Linked DNA regions of Mus musculus: region 1 is linked to region 2. A link is a contact called in public HiChIP or PLAC-seq data. All regions are on one chromosome and are shown on one strand. The core of a region is the stretch at or near the end of the contact, and the rest is flanking DNA. Distances in the headings are between cores, read along the strand shown.

The links. HiChIP or PLAC-seq counts read pairs in DNA pulled down with a chosen protein or histone mark.
Region 1: an H3K27ac HiChIP or PLAC-seq map of VIP interneurons shows a contact between it and region 2, with 4 times the contacts expected there. The contact joins two enhancer-like sites. A contact is called at or near these places in 1 of 15 datasets of contacts at CTCF or cohesin (pro-B cells), 7 of 115 datasets of contacts at active chromatin or transcription factors (the 230-238 cell line, DN3 thymocytes, VIP interneurons and 3 more) and 1 of 9 other capture datasets (embryonic stem cells).

Annotation. Positions count from the first base shown.
Region 1 is chr1:152,277,979-152,284,371 of GRCm38.p6, reverse strand. Gm36920 (a long non-coding RNA gene) reads left to right here. Exons shown (of 8, transcript XR_001779484.1): 3 at 736-802. Among named protein-coding and RNA genes, the nearest start is that of Gm36920, 8.8 kb to the left of the region's middle. Within about 2 kb of position 1,256, at least 4 of the 459 cell types and tissues checked have an H3K27ac peak or open chromatin away from gene starts, as enhancers often do. A contact at or near this core is called in VIP interneurons, where this site is marked.
Region 2 is chr1:151,981,378-151,987,723 of GRCm38.p6, reverse strand. All of the region lies in intron 2 of 1700025G04Rik (RIKEN cDNA 1700025G04 gene), which reads left to right. Among named protein-coding and RNA genes, the nearest start is that of 1700025G04Rik, 110 kb to the left of the region's middle. Within about 2 kb of position 3,538, at least 23 of the 459 cell types and tissues checked have an H3K27ac peak or open chromatin away from gene starts, as enhancers often do. A contact at or near this core is called in VIP interneurons, where this site is marked.

The DNA.
Region 1 (6,393 bases), core at 7-2,506, 300 kb before region 2:
CAGACATACACCAGCACCAGAGCTGCCGAAGCAGCCAGGAGTTTCCTTTCCACTTCTGGAGTGGGGGGGGGGGGGTCACACGTTCCAGTCTGTGCAGGGGAGGCTTGGATTGCTTCTCTCATCCTGACCCTTCTCAAGGGAGCAGCAAACCATTAGGGAACAAACAGCACACAGTCGTATAATGTGGGGTGTTAGTCAGGGTGCTCTAGAGGAGCAGACTGATAGAAGGAATACCACAGACACACAGACACACAGAGATACATAGACACAGACACACAGAGATACAGACACATAGACACATACACACAGACAAAAGCAGCCACATAGACACACAGAGATACAGACAGACACATAGATACACACACACACACAGATGCTGACACATAGACACAGATAAAGACAGACACACAGACACAGGAGATGCATACAAAGACAGACAGGCACACACGCGCACACACACATACACTCACACAACACACACACACAGAAAGTACTTATTAGAGTGGTTTACAGGCTGTGGTCCAGCTAGTTCAACAATGGCTGTCTACTAGTAAAACATTTAAAAATCCAGTAGTTGTTCAATCCACAAGATTGGATGTCTCAGCTGGTCTTCAGTCCACACCAGAATCTCCCCCAAAAGTAGGCTCTAATGCCAGAGAAGGAATGGACTTGTTAGTGAGAGAGAGGGCAAGCAGACAAAAAAATGTTTGTCTTTCTTCTCTGTCCATTTTACAGGCTGCCAGAAGAAGGTGTGGCCCAGATTAAAAGCAGATCTCCCCACCCCAAAAGATGCAGATTAAAGGTGGGTCTTCCCAATTCAGCTAATATAACAACAACAACAATAATAGTATCCCTTTAGTCTAGAAAAAATTCCCATTCCATGGGTGTGATCAATGGCTTGAATTTTAGTTAATTCTAGACAAAGTTAAGATAACAACCAGGAATAGCCATCACAGAAGGAGTGACCAAATGTTTGTCAAATGATGACAATAATAAAGTGTCATATAAGGGTACACTATGTGGTACCCTTGGGAGTATACTCAAAGAGACACAAAAGCAAAGTCCCTTCTCTCTAGCTGGAATGCAGTCCCCGAATGTCCAAGGGGTTTGTTGTTTCATGCAAGCCACAGCTGGTCTGAAGTCACTATGTGAAGCAAAAAAGCAGCCCTCAGGAGTCCAGGTAGGATGCAGAACTGAACCAGGATCTTGGCACATGGCACATAGAATGTGTAGGGATGCTGCTGCAGAGACAAAGGCTGGAACACAAAGGCTCTGGGAAAGGGATCAACAGACCAGGCCAGGGCTTCAGTGTCAGCAAGGAGCTGTAACCTCTGGCCCTGTGCCTGAGTCAGAGCACCCCTGGATCTTCCCCCATCTGCACTGCTGACACTAGAAGCTGGAGAGCTCTTTTGTTTGCAGTATCCCTCCAGTGCCTTTTAATGGGAAAGCTCTCTGTGGCTTACATTCTGAAGGAAGGATGCTTAATGGAATCCTATCCGTTATGCAGAACACAGACTGCAGAGCAATTTTGGATCTGGGGAGCAACAAATTGCTACTGGATATAACTCCCAGCAGTCCTCCACTAAGAATGATTCATTCCCACACTAGTCAAATCCAGAGAACAGTAGCCATCCAGGAATTAAGGGGGGTGGTGGTGAGAAACAGAATTACTGTTTCATGCATGTAACTTTTGAAACTAAGGTCTAAAGACACACGAATGTGATAGCTGCACAACTATGTATGTGTAACTAATTCACTAAATTATATACACAGAATGGTGAAGATGGCAAGTATCACTTTTGTCACAATAAAACCCCTGGTTAGGAGCTGCTGAGGAGATGGTTCAGTGGGTAAAGTGGTTGTCATGCAAGCACGAGGATCAGAGTTCAGATCCCAGCACCCACAGAAATGCTGGGTAAGGAGCTGCTTGCAATCTCATTGTTCGGGAGGCAGAGACAGGAGATTCCTGGAGCACGCCAGCTAGCAAGCATAGCTGAATTGGAAAGCTCTGTGCTCAAGTGAAAGACTCTGCCTTAATGTGGTGGAAAATGACTGAGGAAGACATCCAACCTCAGCCTCTGGCCTCTGGCCAATCATATGCATGAGCACCCTCATACACGTATGCACCGCTGTCCATTGAAACACACACATGCGCACGCACACACACACACATGCACGCACACACACGCACACATGCACACACGCTGGTAATTCACAGTCACCCCGTTCCTCTCTCAGAACTGTTTCTCTCTCTGTTGTCTTCATCATTTCTGTTTCAGTCCACACACTAAAGTGTGGTCCTTAATGGCCTCTCCATCTGCCCCCCACCCTTTAAAATACCAAAACACCAGACTGTGTGCTCTCAGAATTATCTCTCAGATTCTGTTGGCTTTGGTCACACACTTTCCATAGGGTGTCTGTGCTTTGCCCCACACTCACTTGGACCATCTGAGCCAGTACTGTCTAGTATAGACTTGCTCTCGGATTATTTATGTGGGTTTTGGAAAGCAGGAGAGAAAGGTGGAGGAGCCTATTGATCGAATGAGAGGGATCATTTGATGCTTTCTTCTCCCTCAAGTCTTCCCGCTAAGAATGCTAGGAAATATAAACAAATAAATATTTTTTAAAATCTGCATTAAAAACAAAACCAATGCTCCAAATGACACCCGATCAAGCAAATATGCCTTTCCCTCGTTCTCCCCATGCTAGTAGCCTGAATTAATAAGAGACATGTAGCCAAATAATATTTATCAAGCTCATTAATCTAGATTTGTTTTTTCTTAAGAGGCTACAAAACCGTAGAAGCATTTACACATACTGCAAGATGTGAGACTTATGTTAAGAGACTGGGAATCAACACTGGCGGTTACAGCGGTTGTCATCTTCTGCCTTGCTGCCGTCTTCCTCGGCTGATAGATATTCCAGTCAGGTGCCTCAGAGGCACACTGGTCTGTATCCTGACAGGCAATGTGCATATTGGCTCCAGATGACTGGATGGAAGAATGCAGCCGTCCTCCAAGCTGTAAACACAAGAGTGTGGCATCTATTCGCTTGGGTCTCCTCCTTGGCTGTCGTCATATCAATATGTGGTGGGTTTTCTAAGGAGAATTCCATCCATATCTGTCTTTGTATGCAGAATCCAGGAAGTCTGGGCTTTCTCACTGGCTTGGTTGCAGACACACCGAACATGGGCGAGTTGCCTCCGTCTTTGTCTATGCCTCTCACCCTCACCCTCAGACAATGTCTGCAGAATGTTGGATGGTCCTTGCTGGTACGCAGTATGTACTTGCAAACTGTTCAGGTTTTCTTTTCTGTCCTAAATTTCTTATTCTTTTTTCTTAGAGAAACCTAGTTTTAATTTTAAAGCATCTTAAAGCACGGGCGCGTGACAATACAAACTCATTTTAGTTTTAGAAGGTATTTTTAAATAAAAAGTCCAGTCCGATGGCATGCTCCAGAGGTACAGCTTGACATTTTCCTCTGATGCAAATGCCCACAATAACAATTTACCATCGCCTTAATTTTTATGATCAAGCCCAAAGGATGTATGTATTGTGTCCCTTTAGAAAGATAAGGCTCTTGGCTTATTTGTACTCCACCCTTAAAAACTGCCAGATTTTTTTTTCTGTTCTTTGAAACACTTCTAGAGATGTAAATGGTACCTCCAACCTTCTGTCTCCCAGTTTATTACCTTGGCAACACTTCTTGCTGTTCCTCTAAGACAATAGGAGGTTTAACAGCTCGGCCTTCCTGTCCCATCTCTCCCTTATGGCTACTCATAGATTGGCTTCAGTTCATCAGATAGTTAATTTTACATGGTCAAAATTCATATAATGTTTACAATATTTTATGCACTCACTTGCTTTTTCTGTGTTTTGGTTGTTTTTGAGGTTTAGAAATAGAATTTCTAGTATTTTTGTTAAGAGAATATTATATAATATGTAACAAGTGTCATTCTGTTCAAATAAAAATATGTATTGATTACATTCTCTGAGCCAGACACTGCTCTAAGTACTATGGATAATTTATAAACATAACAATATCTCTGCCTAGACAGAACTTGCTCTTATTTTAATTTTGTATTTTATTTATATTTATGTGTATGTGTATGTGTACTCCACATGAGTGCAGTACCTGAAATGGCCAGAGGAGGGCGACAGATTCCCTGGAGCTGGGGTTATGGGTGGTTGTGAATGACCTGATGTGGATATTCCAAAGACAACTCAAGTCCTCTGTAAAAGCAGCAAGAGCTATTAACTGTGGAGTCATTTCTCCATAAATTACACTTTTAACATATGTGATGCAACAAAAGCCACCTTGAAGGAAGCCTCCCCAGTCACTATATCTGTGTGGGCTTCCATCTTGGGCTCCCAGCCTCCATATTGCAAGGAACAAACTTTTCTTCTTACTAAGCTCCCTAGTTTACAGCGTTTTATAAGAGTATCTCGAAGGCACCATGTGACACCATGAGAATCTGAAAAGCCAACCACAGAATGGGGAAAATAGTTGCAGGTCCTATGTAACAAAGGATTTCTATCAAGAAGGTTAAAAGGACTCTTGCCAGCTGATAATAATGTTCAGATTCTAGTTTTTAAATAAGCAAAGAATCTGAAGAGATTTTCAAGAGAAATTCCCCCCCCCCACGCGCAACAAGAAAGCTAGAAGGTGTCCACCATCAACCAACAGGAAAGTGCACATGAAGACCACAGTGAGAAATAATATCACACGCAGTATGGCTCGAATACGGAGAGCTAATAGTCAGAGCCAAGGAGGCCACGTAGAAACTGTAAACTCCTTATTATTGTTGGGTGATTAGAAACAGTGCAGCAAATTCAGAAGTCTGGTGGTTCCTCACAATGTTACACAGAGTTGCCAGAGAGTCTATTCCCCAGCACATTTAAGCCAGCCTTGCATGCAAAAGACCTTGTATGTAAATACAAGAAACTACTTCAAAAGATCCATGCTGCATTTTACTTACATAAAATGTCCAGGGCTGGAGAGACGGCTCAGCATGTAGCCTGTACACCACTGATCAGACTGTACAGCACTGATCAGAATTTGGTTCCAAGCACCTACATCCAGAAACTCACAAAGCACCGTAACCCTAGCTCCAGGGCACTGGTGCCTTCCGGGGCACCTTCGTACAAGTGCACAGACACACACAGCTACATGTAATTAAACATAAAATTTTTAAACAATCTTAAAAATATAAAATGACTATACACATAGATGAGTGAGTTGCTGTCCAGGGCTAGGGTTGGGTGGGAGTCGGGGTGTCAGGCTTAGTGTGATGCATTAAAAAGTACAGTGCCTGTGTTCAGAGATGAAAATCTCACACGGTGGCAGCACCCCACAGCTCCCTAATATACTGCAGCCCATTGAGCTACACACGTGTAGGAAAGAGTTGGATGAGGAGGTATTGCTAAGTAAAACCTAAGAATACTGTGTCTTCTTATGCAGGTAGACTTGGCTTGGTTTCTTCCTGGTTGTGTGACATTACAAAGGTATCCATTTTCTCTACAACTACATTTCTGCACAATGTTCTCTCCCAGGCTTTCTCTCTCCCTCTTTCTCTGTCTCACGTCTGCCTGTCTGCCTGCCTGTCCATCTCCCTCCCTCTCTCTCACTCTTTCTCTCTCTCTCTGTTTTTCTGTCTCTCTTCCTCTCTATTTCTGCCTGTCTCTGTCTCTCTGTCCATCCCCCTCTCTGTCCCTCTCTGTTTCTCTCTATCTCTCCCTCTCTCTGTTTCTGTCTCTGACTCTCTCTCTCTCTCTCTCTCTCTCTCTCTCTCTCTCTCTCTCACACACACACACACACACACACACACACACACACACACAAGCTGGGAAGGTTGAGGAAGCAGGACATATGAGGTGAGTCAAAGGCTTCCCCCTCCCGCCTCTGTATGAGCCCTTAGTCACCAGCTGTCCCAGGAAAAGGCAGATCTAGTTCCATTTTGTCATCTTTGCCTCTGTGCTTTGAAGACAGATCAAACACACTGAGGGAACAATTAATTAGTAGTCTATCATCTTCACTCAGCCTTTGCTTTCTCTGAGTGTCATGGATCCCAGGCTTGTGGCCGTATAGCCTTCAGATTTGAAGTGTAAGCAGGGATAATAAATGACAAAGATTAACTTCAAAAAAGTCTCTCATCGTTTTGATGTTCTACTCAAGGTTGTGGGACATCATGGACCGGGATAGGCAGTGATCAAGTACAGACTCACGAGAGGGAGCCTATCACAGATGTGGAGGGGGCAAGTGGTACTAAAGAGCTGGTTGACTTTGGCAACGATCAAGGAAAGTAACCATCCCAGTATAATATAGAATCCAGATGAAATCAAATCAGCCAGCAATTCTAGTTAGAGAGATCAGCATAAACACTTCAAAAATAAC
Region 2 (6,346 bases), core at 2,289-4,788:
CGCTGAATTCATTGATGGGCACACCGGGTAGGCTCGGCAGAGCAGAGCAAGGGCCTTCTCAGATGCTGCTCTTAGAAGCAAATGATCTACTATGTCATACATTTCAGATGTTTTACCTCATAGTGACAAAGACGTTCAGTCAGATATAGAGGTTGGTAGTGTTTATTGAGAGGACTAAAGACACTTTTGTAGCGTTCCGCCTCCCTACAATCATGACGTTCTACACAGTCTGTAGGGTCAACTCCAGAGAACTTCAGTTTGCAATGGATGATCATACACTGTCCTAATCAGCCATTGTATAAATCTGTGAGTGTGCTTGCTGGAGGAAGTGACTGCAGATGAAACAGCTGCAGTGTATTAGAAAGACAACCTGTGTTTCTGGCTGTCCAGGGGGTGGTGGGGTTACCGGCCTTATGCAAAAAGGACACATGTGACACCATAGCAGCATCGTTATGCGTTAACTGCCGTTGCCCTATAGCTTGCCTAAAAAAGAACGTCACTGTTTGTATTTTTTAGATTTTAAATAAAACATATAAAAATGTACTGTGTAAATTCTGTTACAGACCCACTTCTGAAACTCTGTCATATAATAACCCAGTCAATGTTCCATGAAATTGAACCATTATTGCCACTAGAAGGAATTTTAACTGATTTTTGCTTACCTTTTGTTTAAATATAAACAAGCATTAGATTTCACTATTGAATAAACACACAGAAAGACACAAGGAATTTTATGAGTGATAGTCACATACTTAGAGTATGCAGTATCTCAGCAGGGCTGTATGTAAGGATGAATAGTAGCTGTACTTTCTCTAGTAGACTTCTAAGGGTTCAGTCCCCACAAGTTTAAGTCCAAAATTCTCCTTGTTCTTTTCAAGCAGTTGGGATCTTTAGGTCATTGACCCTTAAATGTTTTTTATTTATCAGGATTTGATCTAAACCCTGAAAAGAACAGAAATGCCTATGAATGTGCAAAAACCTTATATTAGAGCTCTTTGAAACATTAGGAGCAGGGTGTGTGTAACTATCCTAGAAACTATTCAGCAATGGCTGTCACAGCAGAGCCGATGAGATCACTTTATGCAAGGGCAGTTAGGAAGTTAAGGTTAAGGACTGCCTGGCTCAGGCACTTGACGGCAGTTTGTGTTCTCCAGTGGAGTGTGCTCCATACGTAACGCCGTTCCAAATTTAGAGTCCATCTGGTGAACCTTGGCAGTGAGATGCTCTCAGGCTCTATGTGCTGAGGGATATGCCCAAGCAATTCTCAGAGTAGGGGCTCTCCCCCCCCCCCAGCTATTCTCCCTGGCACCATCTACACCCCTGTCCCCTATTCCCCTACATAGTTTATCACAGAACCCAGCACCTAAAGTATATTTGATAGGAGTTTCCCAAATGAGGAATGATTAAAAGCGAACCTTGATCTGCTGGCACACTGGAGGCCTGCACGCTGGAGGCCTGCAGAGCTCAGGGAGGTGTTTGAAGAGGAGAAGGTTTAGCATCAGACCTCCTTTTGCCTGCTAATACTATTGGCTCAGCTCTAGCCTTCTTCCCGGGATAGGAGGAAATGCCTCATCTCTCCCCCAACATCACAAGACTGTCTCCTCCCAAGACGCACGATGAGAGTTTCTATACTCTTTGGGATCTGGCTCAGCTCTCTTTAAGATAAAGGGACATTTAGGAAGGAAGCCGAAAAGAAAACCATCTCTTCTGTATTTTCTGCAAAAACATAAGCTTTCAAGTGCAAACCATTCAAGTGTGTGTGTGTGTGTGTGTGTGTGTGTGTGTGTGCGTGCGTGTGAGGGTGTATGTGTATCTTTCAGAATGTGTAATTGTGTTTGAGTGTATATTTGAGTGTATATGTGTGAGTGGGAGTATTTGAGTGTGTGTGTAAGATTGTATAGGTGTGTACTCGTGAGTTTGTGTATATTTATATGTGTGTATTTCTGTGTGAGTGTGTGTGTGTCACTGTTGTTTACTTTTAGTTCTTGCTAGAAAGTTTAGTAGTTTGACTCCCGCGCATATCTTTGTGTTTTCAAATTTACACTTTCAAATGGTTGATGGTCATTAATGGAATAAGGGAGCATCAACCCCTCCCCCCCTTTTAAAGATTTTTAAAAAATTTTTATTCTGTTTATATGTGTATATGCATGCCATGTGATGTGTGTGAATGCCTACAGAACCAGAGAAAGTCATCAGGTCCACCGGAAGTACAGTTAAAGGCAGCTGTGAACCCCCTGAGGACCGGGATCTTTAACTAGGGCAGTCCATGCTTGTGGTTCTGCTCCACCTCTTCAGCTCTGGACTGACCCTTCTGAGTGAAAAGCTGAACCAACTCTGTTTTTGAAAAACAAAACAAAACAAAACCCTATTTTGTGGGAGACCAGGGGCTAAACTCCAATCCAAGGAAGAAAATCACAAAGTCCACCTGAGCAAACACCCTATGACAACCCACCTTAGCAACACCCAGGCTACAATAGCAGGATCAAGGTACATGGAGATAACCTGAGACATCCTGCAGAGAACAGATAACCTGATCATCCTGTGCGTCAGGTGGTTCTGCCCTTGTGTTCAGATCCTGCAGTTTACATCAGACATGAGTTTTTGAAATATTAATTGGCTGATCTGTATGGAAATTCCCCAAGTTTGCTGTAACCACAGCAAGCACCCTGCACCCTTAGAGGCTCCCACTCTGACCTGCTGCTCTGGGTCTTGCTTGAGAGCTTATAGTAAAGACCCTTAGATGTTTCCATGGGAACCAGCTCCCTCGGTAATCTGGGAACCTGCAGCTTAGGCATAACACCAAGTGCTATCCTTCAGGTGCTCTCTGCTGTCTCCCAGGTTTACAGATGGGTCTGCAACAGGCTCCTTAATAGTAGTAGTCCCTGTCTTTGGGACTGGAGAGATGGCTCAGCAGTTCAAAGTGATGACTGCTCTTTGAGAAGATCCAAGTACCATTTCTAGCACCATGGTGGCTAACCGCTCTCTGGAACTCCAGTCCCAGGAGATTGGACACTGTCTTCTGCCTCAAAGGTCACTCATTGCATTAGTGTAATGCAGACATGCATGCAGACAAAACACCCATATACACCAAGCAGTAACAAATTAAATGTCTCCAAACAAAGGAAGCGAGCAAACAAACAAACAAACAAAACCTCACCCTGATTTTAATCAATTAGAGGGAGATAAGTGCTGTTCTAATTTCAGGATTATTAGAAGCCAGAATTTTCACAAGCATTGCAGATAGAAGAGGAGGGAATTCGGAAGCTTTCCAGGAAGGCTCCTTCAGCTAAGAAGGGCTCTTACAGTTGTTTTCCACAAGAGTGAAAATCTGAATCAGCTTTGACAGCCTTTTTTTCTTCTCTTTTTCGTCAATGGCTGCGACCAAACAATCCCTAATTCTCTATGCTGTTACCTTGAATAAGATGCTAAAAATCCCACCACAGATCTGTTTTGACTGGAAGCCTGAACATGTTTACAGGGGCTGAACAGCCGGCCTGTGTTCCTGCCTTGCATTTTAATAAGCCACCTGACAAGAAGAAAGGGAACAGATGTGAGGGGGAAAGACAGTCCGGCCTCTGCTCATCAAGGGGCCACACCTTGCTGCTATCAGGACACTGGCTTGGCTTGTAGTGGTGGCTGTCCCCCTCACCACACAATGCAGGCTTTGATAAAAGGGGAGTGAGGTAAAAAAATGAACTCTCCTGGGCCTTTGACAAAAGGAAATCTAGATTTCAATAGTGAGTGTCTTGCCACCATAACCCAAAATGCTGGATCCACCTCACCCTGAGGCCGGAAGAAGAGAGCCTTTCCTGTGGGTCACATCTTCATTGAGGGCTGTCTTCAGATGCACATCTTCATTTCAGGCACCAGCCTTCAGAAATCTGACGGGCCCTTTATTTTAGTTTATTTTATTAAGTATTTGGGTTATTTTTTTTTAATTGTGGCTTTTTGCTGATTTCTTGTGTAACCCCAGGATGGATTTTGCATAGTATGTTTTGTAAGTAGTGACAATAAGCCAAGCTTATAGTCCTAGATGTTTGTTTTCTCCTTAGTTGTTAGGCGCATTGTATTGTCCCAACAGTGCCCTGGACAGCCAGCCAGGCTGCAAAGGAAACCATAAAACCTACCTGCTGTCTACGTTGGTCAGGATTCTGAGTTGATGAAAAGAAAGGAAGAAAGCGCATGTTTGCAGTAATGTTACTGTGGAAGTCATGGCACCGGGGGCTTTTCTATTTCCTTGGAGAAATATATTACTAGCTGGTCTATTCGTTTCCGTTGTGATCCTGCAGGGGTTGAGGAAAGAAAGTGAATGTTTCCTGTGCTGCTCAGCATCTGCTCAGACTGGGCTGTGGTGGGCCAGATGGAAGAGGGCCGTGGGCAAGGGAAGAAGGGTGACCCCTTCTGGGGAACACCTGTGTTGTGTAGTGTGCAGAGAGCTGCCTGGTCTTCCAGAAGTCTCTGCTGGGTTCTCTACTGGTGTGTGATCTTCCCTGCCCTGTTGCATGAGGTTTGGGGCCCTGAGGAGAACAGGGTCTACCAGATTGTGATAGCTGTTATATCTAATAATTGAAGGCTCAACTAAGCATGCATTCGTTCAATTAAACCCTAGCAATTATGTCATTGTGCTGTGACTTATAACCGTTAGTGCCTCAAACCAAAGTTGCGATGCCTTTTTTTTTTTTTAATTTTTATGTTTTTACCTTTATTTTGATCTCTGCATGATTATACTGGGAACATAATTATGTCTGTTCTTTTTTAATTAGCAGTGTTTTGCAATTCATGAGTAAACAATCCTTAATTAAACGTGTTGGTATTACTAACTTCCTTTTTTCATCTGAATAGCAAATCAGAGGATGAGATTCTCTTGTTTGTTCTTAATTTTGAGATAGCATTTGCTGGGTAGCCCAAACTGACTTCAAACTCACCATGTAGCATAAGCTGGCCTCAGCATCAAGATCTCCCCACCTCAGTCTTCCATGTTGGGATAAAACACATGAGCCATCATAACAGGCTGTGAAATACTTTTACTTTGTATTTGTCAATTCAAATCTATCTCTGAACTTGATCATTTTAGACTTAGGATTCCTGAAGGGCTCATTACTGTAATTGTATACAAGTTTCTCAGATTTCTTTAGAAGCAAGTTGAAATGGGTCACGGGAGATGGCTCAGTTGGTAAACTGCTTGTGGCTCAGACATGAGGACCTGAGTTCAAATCCCCAGCACCGATGTAAAAAGCTGGGTGAAAGGGTGCACCCCTGAAATCCCACTACTGGCGAGTCAGAGATGGGGTTATCCCTGGGACTTGCCAGTCAGGCAGGTTAACTGAATCATAAAGTCCAGTTTCTGCAAGAGACCCTGTTTTAAAAAGTGATGCAGGAAGACCCCAGACATTGACCTCTGGCTACCACATGAATCCAGAACACATGTACATACCACACTCATGCACAAACATACAATAGAAATAAAGAAAAAGTTAATAGATTCAATATCTACCTTGATTTACCAAGTGGAAAAAAAAACAATGCAAATGGCTTGGTCACGAACATTGGGTCTTTTCTACACCTACATGCAAATCTCCTTAGCTTCATGAGGCCAAGAGAAACATTTGACAAGCAAAAGGGGATGTAACTATAGCTAGATTTCAGAAATACTGCGTTAAGAGGAAGGGTGGAAGGATGACTAAGAGAGTCAACTAACCTGGGCCCTTGGGGCTCTCAGAGACTGAGCCACCAACCAAAGAGTAAGCAGAGGCTAGACCTAGGCCTTCCCACACATATGTAGCAGATGTGCAGCTTGGCCTTCATGTGGGTCTTGAACAACTGGAATGGCGGTTGTCCCAAAAGCTGTTGCCTGTCCATGGGATATGTTCTTCTAGCTAGGCTGCCTTGTCTGGCCTCATTGGGAGAGGATGCTCCTAGCCTCAGAGAGACTTGAAGTGTCAGAGTGGGGGAATACTCAGGGAGTCCCCACCCACTCAGAGGAGAAGAAGAGGGAGGTATGAGGAGAAGGATTGTGGGAGGGGGTGGCCAGGAGGGATACAGTGAGCAGGATATAACGTGAATAAGTAAAATAATACTAATGATAATAATAATTAATAATAGAAGTAGGGTGGAGAAACTACAACTACATTGGAAAACTGCAAATTATGAATATTAGTATGGGACATTTTTAAGGAATATACTCACTGTACTCATAGGCCTTAAGAAAATATGTTACAGCTTCTTAGCATAAAATCAAACTTAGTGATGAGCAGCTGTCTTTCTTCGAAGTGCTTCCATACCATTTTCGAGGCAATTTGCTGATGAAGTTTTCTAAGTCCATAATTTCTGTGATGTTTCTCCCCCT